3 separate regions of the Gossypium hirsutum genome follow, and regions 1 and 3 are each linked to region 2. The links are chromatin contacts, called in public Hi-C maps. All regions are on one chromosome and are shown on one strand. The core of a region is the stretch at or near the end of the contact, and the rest is flanking DNA. Distances in the headings are between cores, read along the strand shown. Region 1 holds the start of LOC107896826 (vacuolar-sorting receptor 1). Region 2 holds the start of LOC107896832 (reticulon-like protein B8). Region 3 holds the start of LOC107896829 (transmembrane protein 87B).

Evidence for each region. A called contact is a pair of places that touch in the nucleus more often than the background predicts.
Region 1: a Hi-C map of hypocotyl shows a contact between it and region 2, with 2.7 times the contacts expected there. The contact joins the promoter of LOC107896826 here to the promoter of LOC107896832 in region 2. A contact is called at or near these places in 4 of 34 Hi-C or Micro-C datasets (hypocotyl, leaf and petal).
Region 3: a Hi-C map of leaf shows a contact between it and region 2, with 2.8 times the contacts expected there. The contact joins the promoter of LOC107896829 here to the promoter of LOC107896832 in region 2. A contact is called at or near these places in 5 of 34 Hi-C or Micro-C datasets (hypocotyl and leaf).

Annotation. Positions count from the first base shown.
Region 1 is chrA10:87,819,446-87,823,855 of Gossypium_hirsutum_v2.1, reverse strand. It overlaps LOC107896826 (vacuolar-sorting receptor 1), which reads left to right and starts at 2,307. Exons shown (of 11, transcript XM_041078911.1): 1 at 2,307-2,970; 2 at 3,266-3,958. The coding sequence starts at 2,676.
Region 2 is chrA10:88,019,302-88,023,426 of Gossypium_hirsutum_v2.1, reverse strand. It overlaps LOC107896832 (reticulon-like protein B8), which reads left to right and starts at 1,614. Exons shown (of 6, transcript XM_016822118.2): 1 at 1,614-1,781; 2 at 2,570-2,791; 3 at 2,869-3,049; 4 at 3,181-3,322; 5 at 3,905-3,974. The coding sequence starts at 2,608.
Region 3 is chrA10:87,884,425-87,888,772 of Gossypium_hirsutum_v2.1, reverse strand. LOC107896829 (transmembrane protein 87B) reads left to right here and starts at 2,060. Exons shown (of 5, transcript XM_016822116.2): 1 at 2,060-2,602; 2 at 2,927-3,860; 3 at 4,176-4,271. The coding sequence starts at 2,340.

The DNA.
Region 1 (4,410 bases), core at 1,058-3,557, 200 kb after region 2:
TCACACTATCCACTTATCATTTCGGTAAATAATGTTTGGAGATTTGGTTATGTGGCAAGTATAGGCTAGAAGTATGAGAATATGTTTGGTGATGTAAATATTTAGCCATGTGATTTTTCTTGGTTTTGGTTGTGCATGTGAATGTGTTATTGGTATGAATTATGTGATGCAAATTATGCCTATGTGTTATGTTCTTGAATGGCCAAATGAATTGGTCAAATTGGTAAGTTTTTGATATATGCTTATTTGAGAAATTAGTAAAGCTATGATACATATGTTTTGACATGATTTTGGCATATGATTTGGCATGATATAATATGGATTATAAGCTTGAATATGGTTGATAATAATATGGCATGAATGATGTAAGTTTTGGTATTGAAATTGGCTGAAATTATAATGCAAATGTGCTTGGTTTGATGCTTGTAGGTTTGACCCAAATTGGGTGGCAAATTAGCTTATCAAATGGCCTATTTTTGTCCACACGGGCAGAGACACGGGCGTGTGTCTCAGCCGTGTGCAACACACGGTCATGTTACATAGTCTGTGTCTTCTGGGGTAGTCCTACAATTTTAAGTCAGTTTCGAACACGGCCAAGGCACACGGGCATGTGGCTAGTCATGTGACCTAAGTCAGTTTCGATCACGACCAAGGCACACAGGCATGTCTTGTGGCCGTGTGATTAAGTCAATATGTATGCCCTGATTTGACACGGTCTAGACACATGGACGTGTCTAATGCCGTGTGAGGCACACAGCCTGTTCACACGGGCATGTGACCTCTGTGACTTTGAAAATTGTTTTAGTTTCAAAAATTTTTGTATGAGCTCGGTTTAGTCCCGACCCCTTTTCTAAAGCATGATTAAGGTCTCGTTGACCTATATAAGGGACTCTATAATGATGTTTGACTATGTTTGTGGATGTTGATATTGAATTGTTTGCAAATTGTTTCGATTTGTTCGGTAATGCCTTTAACCCTAATCCAGCGACGGATACGGGTTAAGAGTGTTACATAGAGTGCGCATGTCGATTGTGTTAGCCTATTGTTTTAGGTGTGGTGTACATCTTCCTTCATTAAAATAAAATAAAAGAATGAAAACTATAATGATATTTTGGGTTCAAATCTCATATATGTATGTAGTTTTTTAAAGTTTATATAAAAATATAAAAAGACAAAAGTATTCTCAAAATAATATTTATCAATTTATAAAAATAATATTTTCCTTGTAATTTTAACAAATGAGTTGATGGATGACACATCCCATGATATGAGTGAAAACAATTATGTAACAAATATATTTATAAAGGCAATGTTAGCTAATTGTTGATTGCAGTGGCTGGTTTGACCAGCTGGTTCTATTAACGGTTTATTTAAAAATGTTTGGTAAAACTTAGTTGATAATTGAATGTTGAATGTTGAACGTTGATATATGTAAAATAACAAATAAGGGTATGCCACATTTTATTGTTAAGTATTTATTTATTTATAATGCTTTAACCTTTATCTAGTGAAATTATTGAAATAAAATACTACTACTAAGGAATTAAAATATTCATTATAGAAATTAATTAGAGAATATTTTTAAAATTTTAAATAAACAACGTTCTTTATTTGTAAATATTAACATTGTAGAAATTGATAAATATTAATAGTGTATCAATATAATTATAAATTATATTCTTAGTGATAATTATGTCATATTCTTAATATGTAAACAAGTGATAATTATACTACACTCTGAATAAATTTGGCAACTAGCATATTTTAATTAATATAAACTTGCATAAGAAATCATTTTACACAAGTAAATTAAAAATAAATTAATAGTACAAAAATATTCAAGAAATAAATACATGTGACAAAGAGAGAAAATTTTGAGCAAACATGATCAAATATATTATCTTCAATCAAATGTAAAAAAAGTATTTTCTGTTTTTGAAGGTTTTAATTAAATAAACTATTATAAACCTACACTCACCAAAGTAATGTATATATATTTTAGAGTTTATAGAAAAAATAATACATTTGTTGAGTATTAAACTGAATTGAGATTTGATTAAATATATAATATAAATATAGATTTAGTATAGTGGTATAGTACATAATAGCAATCTTTTTTATTATCTTAAAGGGATGCGAGGAATGGGGTGGGGTTATTAACGGAGCATCGACGTGTTAAAGTCAATCGGGAATAAGACACATGTATTTCATGCATTACCCTTTCCCTTTCTACGTTTTGTCTTATCAGTATGGTAGGTGAAATAATAATATGATTATAAAAATGGAATATTATAGCAAATCACCCAATTTCACATTCACTCATCTAATTTATCCAAGCAGCCCCTCTTGTATCCTTTTTTAAATCAAAGTCGGTTTACATTACAGCTCCTTTACTTCCACAACACTTCCAAATCTTCTTTTTCTCTTTACTTTGAAAAAGCTTACAACTTTCTTCCAAATCTTTCTTCTTAAACTTCTGGGTTTTTCTTTATACGACCAAGCAAACGCCTCATTGCTGTGTCGAAAGCACAAACCAAACGGAAAAAATTGAGCTCCCTAGAAGGATTGGGAAACTTGACCAGCGAAAAGAGGCGACTTTGATACTAAGTTATTGTTGATTGAAAGATTCCCCCATCTTGGGTTATTATTAGAGAAAAAAAGTTTCTCCTGGAAAGATGAGGGAAAATTCTTGGTTTGTAATTTGCATGTGGGTTTTGTTAGTGGGGAATTGTTTGGGGAGGTTTGTGGTGGAGAAGAACAGCTTGAAGGTGACTTCGCCGGAATCAATCAAAGGGGTTTATGAGTGTGCGATTGGGAATTTTGGGGTTCCTCAGTATGGGGGTACCTTGGTTGGCACTGTTGTTTATCCTAAAGCTAATCAAGGCGCTTGCAAGTCCTTCGATGATTTTGACATCTCTTTCAAATCAAAGCCTGGGGGATTACCCACTTTTCTCCTTGTTGATCGTGGAGGTCTGCCTCTTTTTTCTTCCTATTTCTTATTTTTTATCTATCATAGATTCTCCGATTTTGGAAATAAAAGAATCGGACTATGCTTTTATTTGGCCTTTCTATTTATGTAATTTATGGTATTAAATGTTAGTAACCCTACTTAATTTTGCTGGCAGTTGACACTTGTTAAATTTAGCATTGCCCTCTGGTTTCAATTTGGTAGTTCTTAGGGATTTGAATTGGCTTTCAGTTTTTGCTCTTCTCAAAGAGCTTTAAATGCACGTGCTTATCATCTTTAACTTGGCTGTTGTGGCAGATTGTTTCTTCACCTTGAAGGCATGGAATGCTCAGAAAGCTGGAGCTGCTGCTATTCTTGTTGCTGACAGCAAGGATGAGCCCTTGATTACCATGGATACCCCTGAAGAAGAAAATGCTAATGCTGAATACCTGCAGAACATCACCATTCCATCAGCCCTTATCAGTAAATCACTAGGGGACAGCCTCAAGAAGGCCCTTAACGGTGGGGAGATGGTTAATATGAATCTTGACTGGAGGGAGTCACTTCCTCATCCTGATGAACGGGTTGAGTATGAGTTCTGGACAAATAGCAACGATGAGTGTGGGCCAAAGTGTGACAGCCAGATAGAATTTGTCAAGAACTTCAAAGGAGCTGCTCAAATACTTGAGCGGAAGGGCTACACTATGTTCACCCCCCACTATATAACTTGGTATTGCCCTGAAGCTTTTATTTTGAGCAAACAGTGCAAGTCACAGTGTATCAATCATGGGAGGTACTGTGCTCCAGATCCTGAGCAAGACTTCAGTAAAGGTTATGATGGTAAAGATGTGGTGGTTCAAAATCTTCGCCAAGCTTGCTTGTTCAAAGTTGCCAATGAAAGTGGAAAGCCATGGCTTTGGTGGGATTATGTTACGGACTTTGCTATCCGCTGCCCGATGAAAGAGAAGAAATATAACAAGGAGTGTGCTGATAAAGTTATCCAAGCCCTTGGTAGGTTAATGCTTTACTTGCAATGCTCTCTATTATATATGATTCTTAAAATGTGTCGCACAATATTGCTGCTGCTATACTGTTCTGAAGGTGCTAGTGTTGCATTTTGATTGATTTTATTTCTTCAAAAATGGAGCATACGACCATTGAATTGGTTCCTTCTTTCTGGAAATGAGCAATAAGTAATTTTTTCTTCCTGTTTACCGAAGTTGAAGAAAAAGGATTGTGTAGTAGCGCTAATGAATTTATATACATTTACATGTGCACCTACCTGTATGTGTATTTTTATTATATATGTATGTAACTCTGATTTTATTGGGATCTAGAAAAGCAAAAGAATTCTTATTTGCCCCTGGAAATGTTTGATTACTTAAGTAATCTGTTATGGGTTAAAAGCAAGTTTGTGTCTTTACATTTGACATGTGTACTTATGTTTATCGTATGTCTTCCAT
Region 2 (4,125 bases), core at 365-2,864:
GATTTTATCTTAAGTCCTAAGTTTGATTATTTTTCTAAGCACATTTCTATTTTTCATTTCATGTTGTTTCAAACTTTTTTTATTTTTAATTAATAAATATATTATTTTTAAGTTTTTTTAATTCATTTTTTAATTAATAACTCTTTTATTTATAAAATCAAGTAATTATCCCCAAATATCATTATTTTTAGTAAATATAAATTTTTAGTATGTGTAATATTTATTTTTCAATTCATATTATGAGTGTAGTAAATTTTAATATTATATGTTTTTGTATGTGTATTTAGAATATTTCATATATAAAAATATTTGAGATATCATTATCATAATATAGTTGAAAAAATAATAATGATATTTGAAATAATTATTTGATGTTATAATATTAGAAACCACCGTACCTAAAATATAGGTGGAAAAGTTAAATATTTGACATATAAATATTATATATAAAGAAAAATATATAAAAGAAATTAGTTGATGTTTTTAAAAAATAAAATATATTTAACATAATGATAAATATCAAAAATATATTTTTATTATATAATTTGTAATAATTATATTATTTTATAAATAAAAAAGGTATTAATTAAAAAGATGAATTAAAAAAAAACTTGAAAACGATATCTTTATTAATTAAAGATATTAATTAAAAATAAAAAAAATTAAAACAACATGAAATAAAAAAAATACAAATATGCTTGAAAAAGGAATCGAACTTAAAACTCAAGGATAAAATTATTATTCTTTTACCATTTAACCAGAAAAACTAATATATTAAAAATAAAAACTAAGCTTGAAACAACATGAAATAAAAATACAAATCTAAGTAGGAGAAAAATCAAACCCAAAACTCAATAATAAAACTACTAATATTTGACTATCTAACTAAAGAAACTGATGTGTTAAAAAATTAAAAAATTTGTACAACAGAACATATTTTCATCTTTTCTCTCTAAAATTAACTTATTTCTGTAAATTTTAGACAACCTAACCCATTTCTGTAATTTTTCTTGGCCTTTTCATCAAATTTGACCCTAATTTAATCAATATACTATAAATATAAAAATATATTATTGCATTTATCTGCCTGCCATTTTTGAACCAAAATAAACTCTACCTACCATTCCACTATTTATGACGCCATCACGAAAATAGCATTTTAAAGTTAAAACACTTTTAATTTAACATTTAAATTTTTTATTTGGAAAAGTTGTCTTTTTGGGTTTCCTTTTGGGACTTAGTGAATGTGATATATATTTTTGGTTAAATTCTAAACTTTAGTCCCTGTATTTATCTAAAATTTAAAATTTAATCCCTATAATTAAAAAGATAAAAATTAAATCCTAAAATATCATTTTAATCATTAATAATTTTAATATTTTCATCAAAATTTATCAACTTGACATATTGACTAGACTATCCTCAAATGATGTTTAGGTGATATACAAAAAATGAACAGGTTTATGTTGATAAATTTTGATAGAAATTACAAACAACTAGAATTATTAAGATTATTAAATTTAAAAAAATAGGTGGATTGAATTCTTTTAATAATTAAAGTAAAAAACTAAATCTCAATTTCTAGATAAGTACAAGGACTAATAGCAGATTTTAACCTATATCTTTTTGTTCGCAGTGAATGTGATACTAAGGTTAACGTACAAGAGAAACGTGGACATAATTTATATTTGATTCCTCCAGTCCCCATTCATTTCTTGCTTGTCAGTATCACCCACTAGCCTCAAACGTATCATCAACATCTCTCTCTCGCTCTCTCTCTGGTTTGTGCCCTTTTGCATCTTCCTTTTTCTTCTTCTTTTACAATTGATGATATTTTCTACAGAAATTGCAGTTCTTTGATCATGATTTTTTTCCTTTTCTTATATTTGATTCTACTAAAGTTCTTAATTTAAAAATCTGGGTTTTATTTATTTCAAGTTGTTCGTTTTGTTTGGTTCTGAGGTTTATCTTGTTTGCTCGAGTCCTTACCTTGGCTGCTTTGTCTTTCTTGAATTTCGATATTTCCGACGATTCTTTTTTTTTCTTAAATTGCAGTAGCAAATTACCGCTACTTTGAAGATACTAATTTTTTGTTTGCTTTATTTCTGCTACTTTTTCTTTTCTTTTTGTTTTTGGATGAAGTTCATGTACGAAAACACAGTTCGAATGTTTCTCTAAAAGGGTTACATGTGATGTTAAAGCATTAGTAAGAACAAGAATCTGCTTTGATATTATCTTTAGCAAATGGCAACCATAGGCTTTCTTGCAAAAGATTTGCTCTTATGAGCGTCTCATGGTGGTTATGATACTGGGTTCATCTAGCTACGCCAAATTACTTGAAATTGTTTCTTATATTTCAGTTGAGTTGTTATATGTGTCTACTGAGAAGCCAAAGCAAACGGAACTTTTTTTTTTTCTGTGTGTGGGGCTATAAGGTTAAGCATCAAGACTCCATTTTTGAATTTTTTTTCCATAAATATTGCAAAATATAATATTAAAAGTGAACTTCAAATTATTTGTTAGGTGTTAATATTTTGATGAGATTTCAGGGCTGTTCTGTTTATTCCAGGAGAATAAATTTGTCTGTTTTCTTGAAGCACAAGAATAATGCCTGAGAAAATAACAACAGAGGACTTATTTAACAATCTAGTAGAGACCATTGCAGATGGTGTCTCTAAGCAGAAATCCGTGTCCTTTTTTGAGGAAGAGAAATCAAACTCAGTTGTCTCTGGCTTCAATCGGCTTTTTGGACGTCAGAGGCCGGTCCACCATATTTTGGGGGGTGGAAAATGTACGACTTTCAACTCTTGTCTTGAAATTGCTAAAAACCACCTGCGTTGATCAATGTTGTTACTGTAAATTGTGCAGCTGCTGATGTTTTGTTATGGAGGAACAAGAAGATCTCAGCCAGTTTTTTAGCTAGTGCAACTTTAATATGGGTTCTATTTGAATGGCTTAATTACCATTTCCTGACTCTTCTATGCTTTGCTTTGGTTCTTGGCATGCTTGCTCAGTTTGTTTGGTCAAATGCCTCGGGTTTACTTAACAGGTAACACAAATAGGCATATGCTTATGTGCTGCTTTTATTTTTTATTATTTGTTGCTCTTCAAGGTTTTGGTACCATGTGTGCTGCTGATAGGATCGCATAACTTTTATAGTAAATTACTTCATGGAAACAGGTCATCTTCTCAAGTGCCACGACTTGTTTTGCCCGATGAATTATTTGTTAGCATTGGGAGGTCAGTTGGTGCTGAGGTGAACAGAGGCTTACAATATCTGCAGGATGTTGCATGTCAGGGAAACTTGAAACAATTTCTTGTGGTAGGCTCTCAATATTTTCCTATCACTCTTCCCTTAACGACATATGCTTGCAAATTAAATGTTCCCTGTTGATCCATATGCCTTTAAAAGTTTCCGCCATATATTTGTAGAAACATTCAGCAAACTCTTAAGTATCGTTAATGCAGGAGGAAGAAATGTTATGATCAATTTCTTTATGCATTTTATTTATTGCGGCATTCTTCACTCTTTCTTAATTTGGTTCTCAAATTACTTCCTTATTTATTTGGTTGTAATCGATTGTTAGTGTTGAAAATTATTAAAGTGAAATATGTCAGTAAATGGCCCTTACTAACATTTTACTAGTGCATGCAACTTTAGAGACTCAATCCAAGAAAAAGTTCAAAAATCAAATGAAAAATATATTTGGAACAAGTTTCAGCATGTTTGATCCAAAAAGCTGAACATAACTGCAGTGTTTTAGACTTTAAAAGAATATTGTAAACTTTGCTACGGTCACAGCTTGTGGGTAAAGACCATTATATTGAATCTGCATTTCTAACTAGTTTCCTCCATCACACTATATTTGCTGGAGTGGATTATTAATGATCAAAAACTTTACAGGTTGCAGTAAGCTTGTGGGTTGCTGCTGTTGTTGGAAGTTGGTGCAACTTTTTGACTGTTTTGTACATTGGTAAGAAATTTTATTAAATTATCTTGCATTAATAGCATGGTAGTTCCGTAAAAGGGGAAATAAAGCTTGGTAATACTCTAATGTGTGGTTGTTTGCTATGTTACTCGGACTTGGGTGTGAGTGGCAGATTTGGGTATGTATCTAACACGGA
Region 3 (4,348 bases), core at 811-3,310, 140 kb after region 2:
TCAAATTTCATTTAAACTCAAATTTAACTATTAAATTTTCAACATATTTTCTTAATTCCGAATTTTCCTCAATCTAGTCCCTAAAACACAAAACTTATAGCTTACTTTGCAATTCAATCCTTATATCTATTCTAACTTGAATTTCGTTCAATTAAACCCCTATTTCATCATTTTATTCAACATGAACTTTGTTTAAAAACCTAAGAACTTCCAAACTAACAACTTAATTTCATCAAAAACTTGTTTTAAGACTTCTAAAATATCAAAATTATGAGAAAAGGACTTGATTGAGCTTACCAATTAACTCCAAGCTTCATAAACCTTATTTCCCCTTTTCTTTCTTCTTTCCTTTCTTTCTCCCCTGTTCTTCTCTGTTTCGTTTGCTTTCATTCTGATTCTTTTAACTTATTTGTTTCTTTTATATATAATAATATAATATAATATAATATAATATAATATACTTAATTATTAAATAAATATATATATATTTTTAATCAATAAAATCTTTGATATTTTCTATGTTAAACCGCCTCAGCTATAGGAAATGGTTTAATTTCCTCTTACTTTAATCTATAATTAAACTTTTACTCTTATTCAATTTAATCCTTTTTACTAATTACTCTAAATTAAGCTAAATTTACTTAATTAAAACCTAATTAAACACAATACTAGACTCATAAATATTTTTAATAATTATTTTCGAACTTATTTCACTAAGACGGAGGCCCGATAACATACTTTTCTAGTGCCCACGGATTTTGGGTTGTTACATCCTCTATAGGTAATTTTACTTTTATATAAAAATTAACTTAAATCAAGCTTAATATTATTATATTGATAATAAATTTTGTTTTATGCTTAAAAATATTTAAAATTATTAAAATATTGATATAAAATATTATATTTTTCAACATTATTAAACATACATATTTAATTATTTATATTTAGTCATATAATAAATTATTAATATAATTTATTATTTTAATAAATTATTTAACATTTAAATTTTATTTTAATAATAAATTTTAAAAATAATAATTTTAAATAATATTCTTCACATATTATTAAAAATAATCAATATTAATATTTTAATAACAAATATTTATTACAATTATAAATTTATTAATAATAAATATTTTGTAGTATAAAGGTTAAAATATGCTATAAGTCTATGTACTCTTCACAAATTTACAATTTAGTCTCTGTATTTTTATTTTCAAAAATTTAATCCCTCTACTTTTTAGATTGAAAAATCAAGTCCAATTATTGACATTGTTAAATTTATTTTTGTCAATTTTGTTGATGTCACATTTTTAAATAAAAAAAACTCAATTGGTAGTCATGTAACTAAAAAATGACGTTGTAATGAACTTGAATTTAACAAAATATTTTTAATATATGCAAAAATAATGTAAAATATAAATTTATAAATATAAATTAAATTAAATTAAACAATAAAAAGATAAGAAAATCTCAAATGTATGTTTGTTTCATTAAAAAAAATTTTATGAAATATTTTTAAGAAATCCGTCAAACAACAGAAAATATTTTACATAGATTCATCCAAACACCAGAAAATATTAAATTTTAGAGGAAAGTAAATTATTTTCCAGAAATCATTTTTCGAAAATTATTTTCAATGAAGCAAACAAACCCTTAATATATAATTAATAGATGTAATAAAGAATGCATAATGCAATTAAAATGTAAGTATTATATTAAAATAAAAGTTCTGGTTTAACAGTAAAGTTAATGTTTTATTGATGTAATTAGTATTGGTTCAAATCCCATTACATGTAATTTTTTCGTTGGGTTTTTAATAAAATAAAATAAAAAGATCAAAATAGCTTCAAATAATATAACTTATTTTAATTACAAAAAAATATTTTCATAATTCCTCTAATTAAATTAGTGTTTAATTGACTCGTGATATTGACATTATAAAGTAAAATTTAAATTTGTTAGTCTCCACCTAACAATAGAAATGTGTTCTAGAAGGGCTTTGAAGAACTAGAAAAATGTTATAATTCCGGAAGCCCAACTGAGAAAGGGCCAGTGTGGGGATGATGAATGCTCGAACTGAGAAATATCTTCATCATTATCAGGAACCCAGTCTTGTGTTGGGCCGATGGATAAAAAATAGTAACGTAACAAAAAGAAGATGCTGAGTCGCTGTCTATGCTTCTTCACTGCTTTTGCATCGGTTAGGACTCATTTCTGTATTGCTGGTATCTGTCTCTCTCTTTCTTTACCAATTTCCAGAACACAACGCCCAGTACCCAACACCTCTAACAACAACAACAAAAAACAGACGATCCCCGCCCTCAACCAAAAAAGAAATGCTGCAAGATATGAAGCAGAGACAGTTTCGATGGGGAAGGATTAAGATTCCCATGTTTGTTGTTTGTTTTGGTTTGTTTCTTTGCTTCTCAAATGTTAATGCTTCCATTCATGAGTATAGAATGGAAGCTTTTAGCCCAAAATCTGATGCTTTCTTTTTCCATGGAGGCAGTGAAGGTCTCTATGCTTCTAAGCTCCATGAACCCACCACTGATGCTTCTTCTGAAACCAAACCATCTTTCAAGGGGAAGTCCATCATCAGGTACTTTTTTATATATATTTACTCTTCCTTTACTTGATCTTTGCTTTTGCTTTTGCTTTTGCCTTTCCTTTCATTTGAAGAATTATTTTTACTCTTTCTAATTCTTCTACTGTTGGTTTTGATTTTTTTTGGACTTTGATTCACATTGAAAATCATCATCATTTCACGCGATAGTATGATGATGCCCTTTCCATTTCGAAACCCTAGCTACTGTTTAGTTAACAATTTGATTGGCCATGTGCTTAATTTGGTAGATACATAGTGTCTGTCAAAATTTGGTAGTGATTGTTGTTGATGTTACTGTACATGTTGGAGTATTTTCAGTTTTGATCCGGTCACCTTTGTGAGACCGAAAGAGACTGCAAAAAGCCATCATCAAATGCAGCAGAACACGGGATTAGTGGAAGCAATCATACTTGAAGTTAAAGATAGAGCAAGGATTGGAGGGTCTTCTTTAAAATCCGATGCCATTTGCTGCGACAAACAACTTGCGGACCAGGGGTCCTGCAACCAAGGTGAGGTTATCATCCAACATAACCCGAACAACCTTGGGTGGCCTAAACGGATTAAGACCTTTTTCCAAGGAGACAATGAAGAAGCTAAAATGGATGTTGAAACAGTTGAGATAAACAGCACCGGGATGTACTACCTTTATTTTATGTTCTGCGATCCCCAACTCAAGGGTACTCTTATTAAAGGAAGGACCGTCTGGAAGAACCCCAATGGTTATTTACCTGGGAAGATGGCTCCGTTGATGACATTTTATGGTCTCATGTCTTTGGCTTACCTTGTGCTTGGTCTTGCCTGGTTTCTAAGGTTCGTTCAGTTCTGGAAGGATATCATCCATTTACACTACCATATCACCCTTGTTATTGCACTTGGAATGTGTGAGATGGCTGTCTGGTACTTTGAATATTCTAATTTCAATTCAACTGGGACCAGACCAATGGGTATTACGTTGTGGGCAGTCACATTTGGCTCTGTTAAGAAAACTTTATCTCGCCTTCTTCTTTTGGTGGTTTCCATGGGCTTTGGTGTAGTGAGGCCAACACTTGGTGGCTTAACATCCAAAGTAGTTCTGCTTGGTCTGATATATTTTATTGCGACAGAGGCACTTGAGCTAGTAGAACACTTGGGGAACATTAATGACTTTTCTGGGAAAGCGAAGTTAGTTTTGGTACTACCTGTTGCGTTTTTGGATGCTTGTTTTATTCTATGGATTTTCTCATCACTGTCAAAAACTTTGGAGAAACTTCAGGTAAGACTCGTTTCACTTAAAACTATCAGTACTTATTTGGGATCAATAGCGATAGATGTAGAAACTGATAGACATGACTAGGCAATATATGTATCTGCGGCATGACGCTCTATCAGAAATCAAAATTCACTAAGCCTTGCTACCGTATTTGTAGGGTGTTTAGTTACTAAAAATTTCCTGGTGGCAGTAGGGTCTGTATAAATAAGTCAATTTACTGAAACAATAAGTTATTCATATCAGCTGTACTCTTATCTAAATTGCAACAACTTTTAAAATGGTCTATTTATTTCCATTTCTTCTATTTCTTGGGTGTAGATGAGGAGAAACTTGGCAAAATTGGAGTTATACCGCAAGTTCACTAATGCGCTTGCTGTGTCTGTGTTGCTTTCTATTGCTTGGATCGGTTTTGAGGTAATACTAAAACCTAGTTGAGATGGGGTATTTATTCTATACATCCATTATGGCACAATTAAGGGTTAGTTTTTTTT